Linked DNA regions of Mus musculus: all the other regions are linked to region 1. A link is a contact called in public Hi-C and promoter capture Hi-C data. All regions are on one chromosome and are shown on one strand. The core of a region is the stretch at or near the end of the contact, and the rest is flanking DNA. Distances in the headings are between cores, read along the strand shown. Region 1 holds the start of Bet1 (Bet1 golgi vesicular membrane trafficking protein). Region 2 has its middle 35 kb from the start of Gm33959. Region 3 has its middle 50 kb from the start of Gm52885. Region 4 holds the start of Col1a2 (collagen, type I, alpha 2). Region 5 overlaps Gm46948 (a long non-coding RNA gene). Region 6 holds the start of Calcr (calcitonin receptor). Region 7 overlaps Gm46948 (a long non-coding RNA gene).

Evidence for each region. Promoter capture Hi-C pulls out the DNA fragments that hold promoters and counts their contacts. Hi-C and Micro-C count contacts between places; a contact is called where the count stands out from the background.
Region 2: a Hi-C map of myocytes shows a contact between it and region 1, with 4 times the contacts expected there. The contact joins the enhancer-like site here to the promoter of Bet1 in region 1. A contact is called at or near these places in 4 of 39 promoter capture datasets (the 3T3-L1 cell line, 3T3-L1-derived adipocytes and hippocampal neurons), 5 of 484 Hi-C or Micro-C datasets (3T3-L1-derived adipocytes, cerebral cortex, myocytes and 2 more) and 1 of 115 datasets of contacts at active chromatin or transcription factors (stem cell-derived neural progenitor cells).
Region 3: a contact with region 1 is called in a promoter capture Hi-C map of the HPC-7 cell line, with 2.4 times the contacts expected there. The contact joins the enhancer-like site here to the promoter of Bet1 in region 1. A contact is called at or near these places in 9 of 39 promoter capture datasets (the 3T3-L1 cell line, 3T3-L1-derived adipocytes, the C10 cell line and 5 more).
Region 4: a Hi-C map of embryonic fibroblasts shows a contact between it and region 1, with 5 times the contacts expected there. The contact joins the promoter of Col1a2 here to the promoter of Bet1 in region 1. A contact is called at or near these places in 5 of 39 promoter capture datasets (embryonic stem cells, frontonasal cranial neural crest, maxillary cranial neural crest and 1 more), 3 of 484 Hi-C or Micro-C datasets (embryonic fibroblasts, embryonic stem cells and palatal mesenchyme) and 2 of 115 datasets of contacts at active chromatin or transcription factors (the NIH/3T3 cell line and embryonic limb bud).
Region 5: a promoter capture Hi-C map of hippocampal neurons shows a contact between it and region 1, with 2.5 times the contacts expected there. The contact joins the enhancer-like site here to the promoter of Bet1 in region 1. A contact is called at or near these places in 4 of 39 promoter capture datasets (the 3T3-L1 cell line, 3T3-L1-derived adipocytes and hippocampal neurons) and 1 of 484 Hi-C or Micro-C datasets (uterus).
Region 6: a contact with region 1 is called in a promoter capture Hi-C map of stem cell-derived epiblast-like cells, with 2.2 times the contacts expected there. The contact joins the promoter of Calcr here to the promoter of Bet1 in region 1.
Region 7: a promoter capture Hi-C map of neural stem cells shows a contact between it and region 1. The contact joins the enhancer-like site here to the promoter of Bet1 in region 1. A contact is called at or near these places in 5 of 39 promoter capture datasets (the 3T3-L1 cell line, 3T3-L1-derived adipocytes, hippocampal neurons and 1 more), 1 of 484 Hi-C or Micro-C datasets (uterus) and 1 of 9 other capture datasets (liver).

Annotation. Positions count from the first base shown.
Region 1 is chr6:4,085,600-4,088,317 of GRCm38.p6, forward strand. Bet1 (Bet1 golgi vesicular membrane trafficking protein) reads right to left here and starts at 1,331. Exons shown (of 4, transcript NM_009748.3): 1 at 1,178-1,331. The coding sequence starts at 1,196.
Region 2 is chr6:4,551,099-4,553,816 of GRCm38.p6, forward strand. No RefSeq gene overlaps it. Among named protein-coding and RNA genes, the nearest start is that of Gm33959, 35 kb to the right of the region's middle. RefSeq lists an enhancer at 2,439-2,718. Within about 2 kb of position 1,348, at least 3 of the 459 cell types and tissues checked have an H3K27ac peak or open chromatin away from gene starts, as enhancers often do. A contact at or near this core is called in myocytes, where this site is marked.
Region 3 is chr6:3,619,235-3,621,952 of GRCm38.p6, forward strand. No RefSeq gene overlaps it. Among named protein-coding and RNA genes, the nearest start is that of Gm52885, 50 kb to the left of the region's middle. Within about 2 kb of position 1,382, at least 24 of the 459 cell types and tissues checked have an H3K27ac peak or open chromatin away from gene starts, as enhancers often do. A contact at or near this core is called in the HPC-7 cell line, where this site is marked.
Region 4 is chr6:4,504,232-4,506,949 of GRCm38.p6, forward strand. Col1a2 (collagen, type I, alpha 2) reads left to right here and starts at 1,387. Exons shown (of 52, transcript NM_007743.3): 1 at 1,387-1,678. The coding sequence starts at 1,609.
Region 5 is chr6:4,416,038-4,418,755 of GRCm38.p6, forward strand. All of the region lies in intron 3 of Gm46948 (a long non-coding RNA gene), which reads right to left. Among named protein-coding and RNA genes, the nearest start is that of Gm33788, 7.4 kb to the right of the region's middle. Within about 2 kb of position 1,309, at least 131 of the 459 cell types and tissues checked have an H3K27ac peak or open chromatin away from gene starts, as enhancers often do. A contact at or near this core is called in 3T3-L1-derived adipocytes, hippocampal neurons and uterus, where this site is marked.
Region 6 is chr6:3,762,245-3,764,962 of GRCm38.p6, forward strand. It overlaps Calcr (calcitonin receptor), which reads right to left and starts at 1,379. Exons shown (of 16, transcript NM_001377018.1): 1 at 1,347-1,379; 2 at 978-1,164. It overlaps Gm33576 (a long non-coding RNA gene), which reads left to right and starts at 1,555. Exons shown (of 4, transcript XR_377297.1): 1 at 1,555-1,812.
Region 7 is chr6:4,396,611-4,399,328 of GRCm38.p6, forward strand. All of the region lies in intron 3 of Gm46948 (a long non-coding RNA gene), which reads right to left. Among named protein-coding and RNA genes, the nearest start is that of Gm33788, 27 kb to the right of the region's middle. Within about 2 kb of position 1,356, at least 32 of the 459 cell types and tissues checked have an H3K27ac peak or open chromatin away from gene starts, as enhancers often do. A contact at or near this core is called in hippocampal neurons and neural stem cells, where this site is marked.

The DNA.
Region 1 (2,718 bases), core at 81-2,580:
CTGAAAGCTTTGGGAAGCACATGGTGCGTCACAATAAATGTCTGCTGTTATTAGTGTTGGAAAAATGTAGGCATATATGACTAATCATGTTTGAAAATAGTTCTTTAGGTTATTTGAGATGAACTAATTTCTTTCAATGACTGAAAGGATTCATAAAACTAAATTTACAACTTCTTCACATGCAACTACTTATTGACAACCCTGTCAATCTATATTACTGACACCATTCAAGGCCCTTATTTTTCAGTGGTTTTAAAGTCCACACATTCTATTCCTATAACCAACCTTATTGAAACTACTACCATGTCTCTGCACTGTCATGAATATTGTGTTCCTTCTTACATAATCAAAACCCATAACAAGCCGTGAATTATGAGTTGCAAAAGAGGCTTTAGTTTTCATACCTAACTTTAAGTGTTTGTCCATTCACTGGCTTTAACACCTCAAATTTTTAAAAACTATTTTTTTTTTTACTATTCCAATGTCTGCCAGAACAGCAACATCCTTTTTAATATTTCACACATTTTTTTCAAGCATTCTGCCCTTCCTTCTTTAAGACATGGCTAATAGAGAAAGAACTTCAGTTATTACTAAGCTATTCCTTCCCCTGACCCATTTAAGTCATCAAAACCAACATCTACTGCCTTAGCAGTGGGACAAGGTCTAGGTCAGAAGTGTTCCAAGTAACTCGCCTTTGACCCAGACCTTTCATAACAGGCACTTTAACAATAAGGACACGTAAATTCACCTTTGTAACTCACGGTTATCAAACTAACGCATCATTATTAGTGGGCTTAAAGCTTACTACTCCCCAAATGTCATTTCTTAAAAAAAAAAAAAAAAAGTTAAGATCCAGAATGAGTAAAGCAAAGGAAACAGCAAGGCTTGGGAAATTGGGTTACTCCCCAAACTAGCACATAGAAAAAGAAAAACTTATGCTAACCAATTCACCGCTCTGTGCAACCTAGCATATAGGTTTAAACTTTTGTCTAAATACAACTTCAGGAAACCGTTCGGAACTAGGACACAGGAAGAGAACCTTCTCCAAAGAACCCAAATAACTCGCTTTTGAACACCAAAGTCATTGACAGAGGGCCGGTAGTCTCCTCCCACAACCCTGCTCCCGACTCAGCAGGTCCTAGGGTCCCCAAACTTCGAACCTCAGCACTGTTCTTACCCAGGCCTGCACGCCTCATCCTGCCAGGAGAGGGAAAGGCGGGCAAGGAGGAGTGAGTAGGAAAGGGCCAGGGTCACCCGACCTCGGCTTCAGTCCCAGGGCTCCTAAGAGCAACAACTTTTTGCCTCAGAGCGCCACGACATCAGTAAAGTCTAAACACCGCGCCGGTTTATGTCGTCACTCGGACACATATAGGCGTCCTGAAATGCGATTACTAGTTGCATTCTGGGAAATGTAGTTTTCCGTCTTCTGGGGCACTGGGTAAGAGGGGCGTGGTAGGAACAATGCCTGGAATGGGCGGGGCTTCCGGAAGGGCAGCGACAGCTGCTGGGGCTCTAGTCCTGTTATTCTGGGTCATTACTTAATCCAGAACTTTTAGTATGGCACTTTTTGATGTTAGTGCCAACTTTAACCTGGGAGAGTTACCCCTCCCTAGCCGGGATGATGGTTGACTCTTTCATGATTTTCCCTTGCACTCCCGCTCACCCAAAGTCAGAGGTGAGAAAGTCAGTGCAAACTTTGTTCAAACAGAGTCTCATCTTACTGTCTGAGCCTCTTAGCAGGAAAGGAAAATCAATCCTCTTCCTTCCTGATCCTGCCCAGTGGAATAGTTAAAAAAAAATATATATATATATACACATATATATATATATATATATATGTGTGTGTGTGTGTGTGTGTGTGTGTGTGTGTGTGTGTGTGTATGTATGTATGTATGTATGTATCCTTGCAGTAGAACTTCCGGGTAGGGAAGTGGGGAGTCTCAGCTTCCTAACGCATTTGATCTAAGTCTGGAAAGAACTGTGATATTTAGCTTTTAAACACTCCACCCTACTTAGAGCTTTTAAAACGTACACACAAATACCTCATACTTGTTTCCATGGAGCATGTAGCCATCCTCTGCTACATATGCAGCAAGTACCCTTAGCTGCTGAACCACCTCACTACACACATTATACTTCATAATAGAAACACATTGCACTAACACTCTGCCCTCAGCTTACTGTGGTTTGATGGCTGAAAGAAAGAGTCTAAGTTCCGCCTTCTTTGCTTCTATTGCTATGTGATAATTTTCAATTCAACTAATACAGAATGTGAGATGAGTATGGGGATATAACAAAGATCCTTGATGATTTTATCACAAGTTCTTATTCAAGTACAACATGTGACTATGGGAACTATAAGTGTTCATACTCGAGCATAAACATGCCATCTTCACCTTGTAGCTTTTAATATCTTGCAAAATTTGATGAGTCAGAGGGCTATCAGAATCCAGAGCATATTAATGAAGAACAATAAAAACACTTATTACAAATATATCATTTGCACATGAGCATGTTATATTATGCCATTAGACTTCATTTGCATGATACAAGATCAAAGACAAAAATTATTAAGAGTTTCAGAACAATGAGGCACACCAAACAAGTGTGGGGGTTTGAGCAAGGGCACAGGGTCACTACATTGGCTGCATAACCATAAACTTGCATTTGTCTTAGGAAACATTTTTTGATTATTCAAGGTCATAATTCATAGAAGAA
Region 2 (2,718 bases), core at 98-2,597, 470 kb after region 1:
AAACAGCCCCGAATTCAGATGTTCAATGTGAACACTCATGTGCCCTTCTCCCAATCTTCCCATTTCCTGTCTCTTCTGAAAAAAAAAATACATATTTGTCTCCACAAATGCGAAAATTCTGTCTTCTCATTAAATCTTAAAATACAAACAGGTCTTAGATGGACATTTTTAAAAAGTTTGGCAGTGAGGCAGATCCAAAGAACACGACACACCATAGGGAAGCAGAATGCTGAAATACAAAAGAAGAAAGGTACAACTACTTTAGTAAAGTCAGAGAATAAGCCGGGATATCGGAGAAAGCTTGTACTTCCAGCACCTCGTACACAGAGGCAGGAGGGTAGCAAGTTCAAGGTCAGCCATGGCTAAACTAAGGACATCGTCTCAAAAAAATTAAGATGAAAAGAAAACAGAGAGACAAGAAGAGAAGGATACAGGAAAAGACAGAGAAATGAAAGGAGGAAGAGTTAGTAAGGGGAGAAAGGAAGGGAAGAGATTAAAGGTCAGAAAGCCCAGAGAACAAAGATCCCATGGCTATACTTCTTTGTAAAAAATAAATAAATAAAAAAGTTCTGACAAGAATTTAGGCAAAAGGTGTCTTCATATACAATTACAGTAAGCATTAACGAGTTCAAATTTTTTGGAAAGAAACTACCAGTAAAGAGCTAAAAGCTTAAAAGTGATTATATTTCTAACACATTTTATTTCACACCCTACATGTTGGTAAGGGGCAAATCTTTGGTTTTTCAAAAGTGTTTTGCTCACAGAGCCTGTAAGACAGTCTTGGCATAAAGGAGTGTGACTCTAGCTTTCTCTCCACTGCTTGGTCCAGAGCAGCTTCCAGCTGAAGGCCAGAATGGCTTGTCCAGAGCATCCTATACCACAGCGGGCCAACCCCACTGTCCAGAACATCACACATCTGAAGGCAAGGGGTGCACATCACAGAAACACCACAGGAAGCCCAGGCAGCTGCTAGCTTTGGGAGGTGCCATGACTCTTGTCGGCACAAATCCGAGAGAGAGAACAAGAAAGAAAGGCCCAGCTCTCAAAAAAGAAAAAACAAAACAAAACAAAACAAAACAAAACGAACTCTGAGCTGTGACCACTACTCATTTAACCCTCTGAACAGATATGACGGCAAATGGTCTGAAATAAAGATTTTGTGTGTGTGTCTGTGTGTGTGTGTCTGTCTGTGTGTGTGTGTGTGTGTGTGTGTGTGTGTGTGTGTGTGTGTGTGTACGTTTTCTTGCTTTTACTTCCATCAAAGACAAGCCCTAACAGGTTGCCAAAAGAAGGCCACCACTTGTCCTTCCTACATGTTCTTAGCAACAGAGGGGTAAATGAATCTCAGTGACTGACTCTCAACAGCCTTGAGTACATGTGCAAAAATAAGAGCTGACCCTAACATCGTGGCTCAGGCCAGTTGTCTTGGCTTTATTTATACCAACCTTGGAAATTAACCAAATGCCTAATAATAGTGGACTGGTCAGCACAGACGTGGGGCAACCATGTGATGGATGGTGGGACAGTTATTTTGAATGTTCTCAAAGTATAGTTAATGATGTGGAAAAGTTAACAACCATGCTTTAAAACAAACAAGTAAAGCACAATAGAATTGCTTCTAGTGCAGACGTTACGGAACTAGCACGCAGTGAGGAAAAAAAATCTTACCCAGTCAGTCAATATTACACTTGAAGATCTCAGAGGAGATCCCAACCGCCATGTGCACTACATGATTCTTGTTTTATACTGGATAGCTGCCTCTATGAATGAGCATCCGAAACTACTTGGTTGAAAATTAGGCCATATTGCAAAGGAAATACTTATATTTATGTAATGCATTTTATATAGTATTTATATTATAAATATATTTGCAAAATTATTTAAATTTACATATTTATATAAATTCATAAATCATACATTTATATTGTATAATATATTTATTTTATTATTTATAAAATATATAAATTTATATAACTTTAGAATATTTATAAAAATAGTATAACATATATTTATGTATTATATATTCTATCTATATATTAGACAGAGAATTGATAGAATATATTCTCCATCAAAATAGTAGTCACTGGTACAAAAATACACATACTATGACAGATAAAGAAAATGAAATTGATTTAAAAATATCAAATTTTAATGATCATCTCTTGGTTATTCTAGAGCATACATTCATTAGGAAAATAAAGAAAGAAATTTAAAATAAAAGTAAAACTTTACAAATGTATTTAAATCATCTTTTACACACAGCACATGTGTGAATAGTGTATAGTGAATAGTGTGTACCTCATTATATGCAATGTAAGTTTAAGCATTGTGTTTGATGCAGATATGCATAAAAATCCAGAAAGCATATGTACAAAAACATTTATATCCATCATCACTAATGACACAATAGATACTGCCAGACAATGAGTTCTTTCATCTTTCTGTAGCCTTCAGAAGCATTAAATGAATATATATTGCTTTCATTATAAAGAAAAATGATTATTTTAAATGGCATTCACAAAACACTGGTATCTTTAACATTAAGCTTTACTTTATTATAAATGCTTAATTCATAGTTTTCAGTGGACCAATTCTGCATCAAAAGACAAATGATGTAGTTAAAATTTTACGCTCAATAAATTCTAAGAATGCATCTGTGGTCAAGGATGTTTCAGTCCACAGGATGAGATTACTCTACCTTAGAAAAACAGAACTTTA
Region 3 (2,718 bases), core at 132-2,631, 470 kb before region 1:
TTAAGAAATGGGGCTCCTAGCTAAACAAAGAATTCTCACCTGAGGAATATGAATGGCTGAGAAGCACCTGAAAAAATGTTCAACATCCTTAAGCATCAGAGAAATGCAAATCAAAACAACACTGAGATTCCACTTCACTCCAGTCAGAATGGCTAAGATCAAAAATTCAGGTTACAGCAGATGCTGGCAAGGATGTGGAGAAAGAGGAACACTCCTCCATTTCTGGTGGGATTGCAAGCTGGTACAACCAGTCTGGAAATCAGTCTGGTGATTCCTCAGAAAATTGGACATAGTACTACTGGAAGATCCAGCAATACCTCTCCTGGACATATATCCAGAAGATGTTCCAACTGGTAATAAGAACACATGCTCCACTATGTTCATAGCAGCCCTATTTATAATAGCCAGAAGCTGGAAAGAACCCAGATGTCCTGCAACAGAGGAATGGATACAGAAAATGTGGTACATTTACACAATGGAGTACTCCTCAGCTATTAAAAACAATGAATTTATGAAATTCCTAGGCAAATGGATGGACCTGGAGGGCATCATCCTGAGTGAGGTAACCCAATCACAAAAGAACTCACACAATATGTACTCACTGATAAGTGGATATTAGCCCAGAAACTTAGAATACCCAAGATATGTATCAAAAGATGGCCTAGTCGGCCATCACTGGAAAGAGAGGCCCATTGGACTTGCAAACTTTATATGCCCCAGTACAGGGGAATGCCAGGGCCAAGAAGTGGGAGTGGGTGGGTAGGGGAGTGGGGGGGGGTGACTTTTGGGATAGCATTGGAAATGTAAATGAAATAAATACCTAATTAAAAAATAATAGATGGAAGTCCATGGAGGAGAGTTCTATTAAAAGAGAGAGAGAGAGAGAGAGAGAGAGAGAGAGAGAGAGAGAGAGAGAGAGAGAAAGAGAGGAAGAGAAGAGAAGAGAAGAGAAGAGAAGAGAAGAGAAGAGAAGAGAAGAGAAGAGAAGAGAAGAGAAGAGAAGAGAAGAGAAGAGAGGAGAGTGTCAGGTTCCCTGGGGTTGGAATTACAGTCAGTTGTGAGTTGACTGACATGAGTTCTGGGAACTGAACTGAGTTCCTTTGCAAGAGCACTAAATGCTCTTAACCACGGAGCCATTTGTACCAGACAAATTAATCTGTCTGATGTGGAAAGCAGCCATCACAGCCCAACTCTCTGCAGAGAAGCGGTAGTATGCTGACTTAACTTACCCGAAAAGAAATGTTCTCTATTAGCCAGCGAATAAAAGCAAAACAAAAAGGGAGGTGTTACTTGATTGTTTACACTAGCATTGTCATCAGGATGCTGTGTTCATTATGAGGCTACGTGATACCACCTTGACATGGATGTACTGGGAAGATGTGTAAGGCTACATGCAACAGAGTATGACTAAAATGTGATCTTGCTACTCCAAGCTTGAAGGTACACTGCGTTGGTTTCGGTTTCTCTGGTCGCCTGTGGTTTCCACCATGACCACTAGGTGGCAGCTGTGGCTCCAAGCTGAAGAATGTCTAGGGACAAAAGCTGGAAATTACTGTTACCGAGGAAGAAGCCCCTTCCAGATCTTTCGGTTATGGCTTGGATATGAAGTGTCCTTCCTAAGAGGCTGTGTTGAAGTCTTGGCTCTGGTCTGATGTTCTTACTGAGAGGTAACTGAATTACAAAGACACTAACTCCATTAATGGGTGAGTCTGTTGATGAGTACACAGCGGAAAGGGCTTCCCAACTTGGACACGTTACATAGTTACATAAACCCTTGTGTCTCCACACCCTTGTGTCTGTGTCTCAAATGGCTCAATAGAGACCCAAACCTCTCCTGTCATATGCCAGATTGCTCAAGTAAGTCAAGAGAACTCCAGATTTAAGGAGAACTGTGCTGTAATTTAGGTATCTATGAAAAACAATGGCTTTACTACCTTGGTACGCTATAGGGAGAGTTGTCAGGAGGTAGATCCTTACACAGCAGTGGAGCAAGGCACACTGTCTCTGTTCCTGGAGCTCAAAATAACGGAGTAGGGAATTTTGGGCAGGAAGTAAGTCTGGCTACTTAATTTAAAATATATATTTTTATTTTATTTTATTTTATTTTATTTTATTTTACTTGGTTTGTTTTCAAGGTAGAATTTCTCTGTGTAGCCCTTGGCTGTACTGGAATCTGTAGACCAGGCTGGCCTCGAACTTAGAGATCTGCCTGTCTATGTATCCTGAGTTCTGAGATTGAAGGCATATACCACCACCACCACCAGCACCACCATCATCTCTCTCTCTCTCTCTCTCTCTCCCTCTCTCTCTCTCTCTACCTCTACCTCTACCTCTATCTCTCTCTCTCCTGTGCACTAAAAATTATGATTGGCATGCCTTTTTAATAAATGCATATGACTATTCTGGACTATTAAGAGCAAAACATAAATAAAAAATAAATAAAAAATAAAAAGAAGGTGAGAACTAAAGTTATTCTTAGGTTTCCATAAAGCTTTGTGCACACATATATATGGGCATGCACACAGACATAGGAACATACCCACCCACCCACATACACACACACACACACACACACACACACACACACGATCCTGATAGAATTTTTTTCCCTAACAGTGTATCAGGATGGCCATCTTCACCTGTTCACCAGCCAAAATTCCAAAGATGGAAGAGTGATGAGACAAGTTGACTTTTGAAAATGCCCAAAATGCATCCTTA
Region 4 (2,718 bases), core at 137-2,636, 420 kb after region 1:
GAAATGTTTATTCTCTTCTATTTCTAGCATTTTTTTTAATTTAGAAAGAGAAGCCAGTTAGCAATATCCAGAACCTTTTGCTTATAGCAGCTGCTGATGGAGCTAACCTACTTAGAAATTCTTCCTCACCGGGAAGTCGAAAGGGGGAAGGTTTCCCAAGGAGTTCGCCAGTTCCTTCTTCATGAACATAAAAATGGCCTAAAGATGCTGTGTCTGCTGTGACTTTGGGGACATAATGAGAGTCTGAATAGGTCTCTCCAGCCTCATGATGGATGCTCGGCAGGCCAAGAGGAGCCTGCGGCCCCGGGTAACTTGGAAGACTCCAAGAAACTTTGGGAAGGAGAATTTACTATGTCTCTGCCGCTGTCCTGGACAGCCAAAGTCTCCTACTCCAATTCTTCAGAGTCAAAGTCTCTTCCCAAGATGGGGAGAGATTGCATCTGTTCTGGAGGGGACAGCTTGGGATGTTAAGGAAGAGGTTGTATACGCCCTAGGGATGATGGGAGGTGTGAAGATGCAGGCAGGGGTGCCTGGCAGTGGCTGTGGAAGGGGTCATAAATAGGCAGCAAGGCCAAGAAGGCTGAGTGTTCACTGATCTGTTATCTGATCCAGGCTCGGCATCTGAGTCTGGCTGGTAATCCTTCATGGGGTCTGTACATGGGGCTGGAAATGGGGCTTAACCAAAGTAAATGTAATAATGCACAGTTTATCTCTTGATGCCTGCTCCCCTCATCAACGAGAGAGAGGGGGGTACAGACAGAGAGAGTCAGAGAGAGGATGGAGGAGGGAGGGAGGAAGGGAGGGAGGAAGGGAGGGAGGGAGGGAGGGAGGGAGGGAGGGAGGGAGGGAGGGAGGGAGAGACAGAGAGATAGAGAGACAGAGGAGAGAGGAGATTATGGGCACACAGGCCCCCCCAAACTGGGGAAATTAGGGGGCAGGGGTGGAGCCAACCCATGAGGGCAGCTCTAGAGCTCGCCACGCTGTCACCCTCCTCCCCTCACACCCCAGCCCCCTCCAGCCTGCAGATGGCCCGCAGGGCACAGAGTGAAGCGGGACTGGACAGCTCCTGCCTTTTCATCTTCGGCCTCCAGGTCCCTCAACACCTGCCCCGCCGCCCGGAGATCTGTAAAGAGCCCACGTAGGTGTCCTAAAGTGCTTCCAAACTTGGCAAGGGCGAGAGAGGGCGGGTGGCTGGGGAGGGCGGAGGTATGCAGACAGGGAGTCAGAGTTCCCCCTCGAAAGCCTCAAAAGTGTCCACGTCCTCAAAAAGAATGGAACCAATTTAAGAAGCCCCGTAGCCACGTCCCTCCCCCCTCGGCTCCCTCCCCTGCTCCCCCGCAGTCTCCTCCCAGCACTGAGTCCCGGGCCCCTAGCCCTAGCCCTCCCATTGGTGGAGACGTTTTTGGAGGCACCCTCCGGCTGGGGAAACTTTTCCCATATAAATAAGGCAGGTCTGGGCTTTATTATTTTAGCACCACGGCAGCAGGAGGTTTCGACTAAGTTGGAGGGAACGGTCCACGATTGCATGCCTGCGCCCGCCAGGTGATACCTCCGCTGGTGACCCAGGGGCTCTGCAACACAAGGAGTCTGCATGTCTAAGTGGTAGACATGCTCAGCTTTGTGGATACGCGGACTCTGTTGCTGCTTGCAGTAACTTCGTGCCTAGCAACATGCCAATGTAAGTGTCTTCTGCTTGTTTGGGGGAGATGAAGGAGAGAGGCTGGATAGGTGGGCACCCTTATCTCAACAGAGGGAAACTTCACACATTCATTCCACATACAGCTTGTGAGGTCGCCCTCTAATCTGTCGGAGAAAACACTAGGGTTCACGAGATACATGGGAAAAGAATGGAAATATGAAAGACTTGACTGTTGCCAAGAGTTGGGGGAAGTTTTTCCCTTAAAACTAGACTGTTAGCCCGGATGCCCCGGTTGGTGAAGCTCACAAAGAGGCAAAGAAGGTTGCCTCAAGATATAAACCTGGCTGACAGCATGAACGACTGAGAGGGCTCCACTCTTCAATTCCCAGAATTATGCCCGTGGTCACGTTGTGAAACTTGAGGCCTAGTTTAGAAAGCCCCGTAATAGAATAATACAAAACTCACAGGACTCCATTTTCTTGTGGGCGGCCGAGTTGCTCTGGATGACGTTGATGAAGATAATGATAAAAATACGCCCCCTGGAGGGGGTAAAGTGCAGGAACAGGGACCAGGCCTTAAGCGCTAGGAATTCCAATTAAAGACTTCCCAGGTCCATGGAGTAATTTACATTTCTGGGCCATATGTAAAGAACCCAGATGGTGTATCTTGAGAAGCGGGCTGCTTCGGCCTCAGCTTTTATCTTCTGAATAGTCAAAGCAGCGTCCCAATCCATTACCTGATCATGGAAATGGTAACTTTTAACTAAAATAAGCTCTGTTCACTTACACTTCAACAAGTTCCCACCTGTAATCACACACGAAAACAACAGATGTGAGAAATATCAACTTCGTCCTGAGATTCAAGAGCCTGGGGATTCTTCTCAGGAGTCTCTTACTCGTTTACCATGTGACTTCAAATGAATCAATTGGGCCTTTTTCTAAAATGTGGGGTATATACTAAATGTGCCAACTTCGAGGCTATTTTCCATTTCTAGGTTGTATAACTAACTAGAATTTCCTGAAGAAAGAATGAAGAAAACCACTTGGGTTTCATCTTTTAAAATGGCTGCCTAATTTAAC
Region 5 (2,718 bases), core at 59-2,558, 330 kb after region 1:
CCAGTGTCTAGTGAAATAACACTGTGCTGGGCTCTCGGGTGGGTTTGAGGCTATCGAGACTCTCTGTAGGTAATTAGTCCCCTTTAAATGTAAATATGAAATTTTGTTAATAGGCTTTCAGAACTGAAAGAGATTTTCTAATAAAATCATCACTAATAACCTGACTCCCTCTAACAAACCTTACTTCTACCCCCACAAAGGATCAGGGTTCCCCTTGTGACACCAACCCCTTTCTGCTGGAATCCAGAGCTACTGCAGTCTTGATTCAAACCACCCAGTTTTATTTCATGTTCCTTTAATGGAGAGCTGGCCTTTCTGCCGTGGGCCTCCTTTTACTGCACATGCAGAATAAGGGACACTGGAATAAGGCAGGAAATCTGAGCCTTGAAGCAGTAGCATAAACAAACAAACAAACAACAACAACAACACACACACATACATACATACATACACACACAGACTAGCTGCCCATTGCACATGCCATAATAGATCTCCTCAGAAACTGGACCAAACTGGTATTGACCAAGGATCAGTCAATGATGTCAAGCCATGAATTGCCTCTAATGAGGACTCTAACTCTAGCTTCAGACCACAGCTCAAATACCTCATCTTTCTTGATAACCAGCATTAATAATTAATACCATTTCCCCTGTGTCCCAGGCATTATATAAATCTATTTTGTCACTAAGAGTCTGTCTTCCCATGGGATGATGATGCATGTCCAGGGAAATGAATGTATCTTATCATTTTTCTATCTTTGGAACAGATTAGTAGTTTAACAAATGTCTGAGGGTAGAAAAAAAAAAGTCAAAGAAAAACAGGAAGAAGATAGCATACTCTTTTTATTGAACATCAGGGGGCATCAGAGAAAGAATGAAGAAGTATATGAAATCTTGCCTCCTCTTTTTATGACAGTGAAAGCCTATGAGCATAGCCAGACAGTCCTAACCAGTATTGTGAATTCGTTTCTAAAAGCAAGGCAAGCTTATATTGCTCTTGACCCTCTGGTAACTCTGGCCAATGTGATTTCAATCGTTTACTGTTTGTTCTGGGAAGTCTCAACAACGAACACCGTGTCCTTGCAAATGTAGCAAAGTGCCTGCATTTTCTTTGGTTAGGAGCCCTGTATAGTACCATGGCATTTTGTAGAAAATCATTTCAATAATGTGTTTTGAAGCAGATTGATTTTGCAGCCGCTCTCTGCACTCCTTTGCAGCTGTGTTCCTCCATCCAGTACTTTGTACTGTAGTCTTCACAAAGCAACACTAGAGGGACCAGCCTCATATTTTTCAGAGGCCTTTTGTGTCAACCAAGCCAAGTACAATTAAGGCTGTTCCCAGAAAGAGGAATGGATAACGTTGGCAACTGGGCTGTACCACCCAGAACCACAAAATGAAAAAGCTGCAAACGTAACCAACATGGTTTTCCTCGGCATTTATAACTCAGAAGACCTACGTGGCATTTTCTATGGCAAGGGGCAGTACTTTGGGAAATTATACTTAAAAAATTAGCCAGCAGTCTCTCGTGGACTCAAGAGAAAGTCTGCAACCTGGGTAGGGGGGTGGAGGGTGGGGGCGTGGATTGGAGCAGTAAATAAGCAGGCTTGTTGCTTAGTAATACTGTCAATTTTTCTCCCCCCTCCCCCCACCTCTCTCTCCTCTCTCTCCTCTCTCCTCTCTCTCTCTCTCTCTCTCCCTCCCTCCCTCCCTGTCTCCCTCCCCCCACTTCTCTCTCCTCTCTCTCTTCTCTCTCTCTCTCCCTCCCTCTCTCTCTCTCCCTCCCTCTCTCTCTTCTCTCTCTCTCACACACACTTCTAAGGGATAAAATCAATTAAATGTCAGATTTTTCCCAGCTGATAAGCACGTTCAGATTTCAGACTAACACCTCCCCCCCCCAAAAAAAAAATAAAAAAACAAACAAAAAAAAAAAACAAAAAAAAAACCAACCTATGTCTGTTGGTGAGAATAAGTGGGGAGACATACAAAGTCCTCCTTTTTAAGATAAGGTCATAAAGCAATCCCATAACCCTTCCTCTGGACATTTTGCTCTCCGTTTTTGCTTCACCTGTGGACCGGAGAACCCACATAGCTGGGCAAAACAGTGCTGTGCTGGTGCTTACAGACGGATGCAAGGGAAGTAGTCAGGCTAGTGACCCAAGTCTTTCAGAACTAATAAGGTGAGTGAATCAGATAAAATTAATGAAGGGGGGGGGGGAAAACCCTCTCTTGTCTGTAATGTCAGACAACACTGTAGCTTTAATTTGTCGATTTCACAAAGGCCTTCTGGGCTCCCGAGCTCACTCCGTTAGTGAGTTACCTCGCCTGCAGATTCTCTCATCCCTCTGGTCCCCGTGGTCTGTTCTAATTAATATAAAAACCATGCTGCTCTAATAATTTGACCATACCATTTCTCTCCTCAAATCCTCGTAGTAGCTTTTAATTGCACTAAAACCTGGAATTCAATTTAAAATCGATACCCAGGCGCTGAGGCTGTGCTTCGGATGATCTCGAGTCTCTGACCCCACCAGTGGCCTCTGAGCTCTGCAGAGCCAGGCCTGTCACTCTAAGCCGTCAATCTGCTTGACTCCAATAACATCTTGACACGGGCCCCTTCCATCCTTTAACTGTATCTTCCTCTTCTCCACTAAATAAACACCCATCCAGGGACAGTGACAGGGGCCAGCTTCGTTGGACATAGATTTGATGTGCAATAAATTTC
Region 6 (2,718 bases), core at 129-2,628, 320 kb before region 1:
TTTGACTTTGCACCATTTTAGACCTCAAGGTAAGTGACCTCTTGACCTCTTAATTAATTAATTAATTGACCCCTAATTTACTTTATCCACCCTGTCTTAGAAAGAGCAGTAAAACAAAGGAGGCTTATTAGGAAACTATGTAAACAACAGATTTTTCTTAATAGGTGTGAAGAATGGTTGCTATGCATAAATGATTGTTGGAAATTCTGTGTAGAACATGACCAAACAAGCAACAGCATTCACCACTGTATTCCAAGACCCAGCACAACGCTGCCTAGATGCCCACATTCTTTAATTGATACCTATTAAACATCTATTAGGAAAAGCCACGACCTTAAGCCTAGAAATTGCTATACTCAGCAGTACAGGAGGCTAAAACTTTTGAGAGAAAATTCATATGAGTAATATCATAAAACACCCACAGAACCAGAGAGCTCCACAACACAAAGGTATAAACTATCACATCTTCCAATGACACTTTTTTTTCTTAAGCCATGGTAAAATGAAGCAACCGAGACTAAGCCGACCCTACAAGAACACCTCTAAACATCACAGTCAAACTACAATTTTGCAATAAAAAAAATCCACAAAGTATCAGCCAGTCAAACTACAATTTTGCAATAAAAAATTCACAAAGTATCAACCAGTCAAATTACAATTTTGCAATTAAAAAAACCCACAATGTATCAACCAGTCAAACTACAATTTTGCAATAAAAAAAATCCACAAAGTATCAGCCAGTCAAACTACAATTTTGCAATAAAAAATTCACAAAGTATCAACCAGTCAAGTCACAATTTTGCAATTAAAAAAATCCACAATGTATCAACCAGTCAAACTACAATTTTGCAATATAAAAAAAAATCCACAAAGTATCATTCTCACTATCATCTTTCCTGGGACACTCCACATCTTTAATTCCAATCATTCCCTCCAAAAAAGAAAAAAGAAAGGGGGAAAAAACCCCTTCTTCTTACCAGGAATTCTCTTGCTGGATGTCTGGGCACAGCTCAGGTGTTCTCAGGAACGCAGACTTCACTGGGCATCTGCAGGCAGGGGATGCCAACGGCAGGGTGAGGCGCAGAAGTAAGCACCTCTCCAACCAAGAGTTGTCTGCAAGCCAGCCAGGTGCAGTCCGCCCAGAGTCTTGGGCGGCTGGCTCTCCTAGTTTAAAGTGAGAGCAAACTGAATTAGTCCTAAGCACTCCTTCTTGTCCACCTTCCAATTTCCAGACCTTTAAGCCTCCTTTATGGGGTAGGTTTAAAGCCCAAGACTGCAAAGCAAAATAGGCTCCAGGCAAGGTCCTTTTCCCGGTTGCTCTGCTCCCCAAAGCGCGGGAGCCTCACCTTAGCAGTGCCTGCCGCTGCTCGCTCCGAGATGAAGCTGTGCGCAAACTTCTCCGACTTAAGTCCTTTTCGGTGCGCGCGTCACCCGCTCCCTCCTCCCTACGCGCTGCGGCCAAGGGGGGTGGTGGGGGGAGCGGACGATCTCAGAGCCGGCCCCGCCCGGACCCTCCCTGCGCGTCAGCCCCTTCAGCCCTCGGAGGGAGGGGCTAGCAGCCGCTCCGTGCTCCTCCGGACCCCAAGCCCCAGCGGGAGAGGGTCTGCACTCGCTGCCGCTGCTCCACACCCCAAGAGTCCCCACACCCCAGCGCTCGGAGCTCCAGGAAGCGGGAGAGGGTCCCCAGTTAGACCTTGAGTAGGGAGGGAGTTGGGTGGTCGACAGATTGGGCTCAGTGATCGTAACCCGTCCCTGGAGGCAGCTTTCTGAGAGTCCAACCCCTTCCCTGGAGGATGAAAATTCCGTAGGGAGGTGAGTTTCCCAAAGAACCCTACCCCAAAGAGAGTGGTCCCTGGCTCCAAACGTGGTCACTCAGGTGACCGCACCAGGGACCCGATGGAGAGTGGAATCTGTAGTGGGGCGCGGCAGTAAAATTAGGGTGGGAGCGTGAGAAAACAGCTGACCAAGACCTGGAGTGCTGAGTAAGGACCCCGGAGGCAGAGGGTAAGAAAAACCAGAGGGTCCAGCAAGCCCTGGACCCCTTTGGATTTGGGCAGGTGCAACCTAAGGTGCAGGTTGGATTTGGGGGGACATTGCCCTCCACAAAAGAGGTTGTTGCTGGTTTATTATCTTAGGGTGAATGACCGAAGTGAGCACAGCTAGAAAAGAGTAGTCTGAGGTACCTACCTGACTTGGTGTTGAGGACAATTCCCCTTCTCCACTGAAAGCCAGCAGGAGCCCGGGACAATCTGATTCCAGGCGGGCGCAGTCTGGGCTGGCAGGCGCACCCTGGGAGGAAAGCAAGTTGCTTCCAAGGACGGGCTATCCTCCACCTCCTATCCGGAGCTGGGTGCAGCCAGGCATCAGCGGGCACTTCTTTTCCTGACTGTTCAAGCAAAAGCCAGGAAAAGCAGTTACCTGTGTATCCCGGGAATGCAAAGTGGCTGTAGCCCTCGAGGTGACTAACACACCAGAAAAAAAAAGTAGTAATAATAGAATGGGGAAGCGTCAGAGAGCAAGACAAAATACTTTCCTAGGCACTCAGAGGTTGAGTTTGGGTAGTTCTGGGTGACAGATTCAGGTGTCTTGTGAAAGGGGCTGCAGTTCTCCTTGTTCATCCATCCTTGGATCCCTTGCCCCTGAAGTCAGTGACTTCAGGCAAAGGTGTATGTGCTTCTGTCCTAATTTGAACCCCTACTCGACTCTTCCATGCAGAGA
Region 7 (2,718 bases), core at 106-2,605, 310 kb after region 1:
CCATCTCACACCCCTATCTATCTTCTCAGCCCCTACACACATTCACTTTTACATGAATGCACACACATAAAAAGTAGATGCTAATAGCTCCATCAGAAACAAAAGTTCAGCGTTTGTCTTTGTGGACTTGAGTTTCCTTCTTTGTATGATATTTTTCAGCTCCATCCATTTTCCCACAGATCTTCTTTTCTTTTATCTTTGCCCCGAATAAGATGCTATTGTATGTTTGCCTCGCATTTTCATCCTTCATCTAGACTGACTCCATTGCCTTGATATTGTGAACAGCGCAAGCGACATGAATGAGGATGAATATGGGGTAGCAAATGTCTCCAACGCAGGATCTAGAGTGCCTTGGGTATACAGCAGTGGTACCACTGGATCCTTCAGCAGTTTTAATTTCAGCTTTTTGAGAAATCACCATGGTTACTGTCATAATGACTGCTTTGCATGGCACTCCCACAAGAAGGGCTCCTCTTGCAATATGTTTATAGGTTTCACCATAACTGCGAACATTGCACACACTGCTGCATGTATATTTATCATCTGTCCAATAAATCACAAATTAAAACTTGGAAAACGCTAACAGGTTGCCTCTACAGGTTAGGCTACTGAAACAATGAAGGACAAACACTGATGTCCTTTAAGCCCGTACAATGTTTGTATTCAGTGAATCTTAATATATAAAATATATCACCCTACTCTTATGCAATGTCTCATGAAGAGGGCACATTAAATTTATGTTCTTAGCTTTACCATGTCCCATAGTTGTAAGTGAGCATGAAGATCCAGCCTCTTGTCTTGCCTGAAGACTGGAGCTCATGTATATTCGGTTTCTCTCATGAGAGCACTTTGCCAAGATCACAAACTTCTAGAGTAAAGTTTCTCTCTTTAATTTCCTTCTTTCTTAAACAAATCTTTAACTGTCAGAGGTATTAAAATGGAAGTAATCTTTTACAAGAGCATTTTTTTTGAGCACCCGCAAGGCCTTGTGACTTCAGATGCCACCGGAGCTAGCTGCCGATAGTAACTCAGATAACAACACATTTCACACAGCTAATCTAGTGAGGCTTTCTAAAAATATTAATAATAAAATCCAAGTGATTGAATTCTTTACATGAGCACAGCACAAGCTCGCAGGCTGCGTGCGTCATTGGGCTCTGGTTGCTAGGAAATCCATGAATAGAACCTAATATGCATTCAGCAACAGGCTGCCGACGCCATCCATCTCCACGGACGCTTCCTCAATTGCCTTTGAAATGACATTAAGATAACTTTGAAGCATTCAAGACAAGCCAGAGTCAGTGTGCACAAAGGAAGCAGACCATTTTTGGACAACCAGCTGCACTTCCTGTACAGCCTTTTGAAGTGCACTTTGTCTGTGTACTTTGTTCAGGTAGCGAGGGACTGAGAGAGAAGGCTGTATTGTAAGGGCAGATGAGACACGAAGCAGGATACAGATGCGTGGGCTTTGGAGACAGATGCATACAAAGTCAGAAATGTACCAGTTTGCCTACACCAACTTTGTTTTCATGTTTTGTGTGGGGAAGTGGTTGGGCTGGTAATGATGATGACACGGCTATGGTGGCAGCAGTGGCGGCAGTGGTGTGTGTGTTTAACATGTGCAGGTGTATGTGTGCATGTATTTGCATATATGCAGAAGTCAGAAAGTCAATTGTAGTTCTTCTCCTCTGTCATGCTCTATGGTAATTTTTGAGTCCAGGTCTCCTAGGGAACCAGGATGTGACTAATTTAGCTAAGGTGGCTAGTCAGCTACCTCTGCTCGCCCAGCTCTGTGATTACAGATGTGTACTGCTGTGTTTAGCTCTGATGTTGGTGCTGAGGATCCAAAGTCCGCTCTTCGTACTTGCACAGTCAATCATGTCCACACTCCAGTCATCCTTAGCTTTTCTGAGGTTAACATTCCTCTCTCACGAGACTAATCACAGCCATGACACAAAATGACTTTAAGCATGAAGGATCTTGGATCCAGAGCTTCTACTACACAGTGATGTCACAGTCTTACCCTTACACAGTCAGACTTAGGTAGTAGGTGTGAAACCGTGGTACTGGGTGTAGTAAAGTGAAAAGTGCAGCTGCGGTCACGGCCATTACAGTTCCTGGAATTAGATAACTATCTAAGGAGAGGCTCATCTAGTTTAAAGCTTTGCATCGCCATTGCGGCCTAACAATGAAAGCAATTACAGTGTGCTTGTATGGGATCGTTCACAAACATCTCCAAATGCAGTCAGCTTCAGTCAACGCAGAAAAGTGGTAAATGCTGGTCCGGAGTCATAGGCTGGGAGGAGGGACGGAGTTCATAGGAAGAGTGAAAAGAGTGATGGCTCAGGCTCCTTACTTCCTCTCAGGGGTCACTTCCAGGCTCTTCCACCACTTCCTATCAGTACATTGTGTTCCTCATGTGACGAAGCTAATCACTGTGAGACAGAAATTCCCAAGTAAAAATAAAAGAAAGGAGAATCGGGAGTAGCAAAAGGAAGCTTCAAGGATTTTCTGATGAGTGTGAGAATACACTGAATGATGGATGCTTTAAATGTTGAAGCTGGCTCTGTTGAGTCCCTCCTCACATGGCTATAGACCGAGAGAAAAGGCAGAGCTCAGGCCGGAACACGTGTGCCTATCTCAGGACGCTCAGGTCGGTTTCCAATCCCACCACTGAAAATAAGAATTTTTGAAAAATATCCCTTTTAAAAAAATATG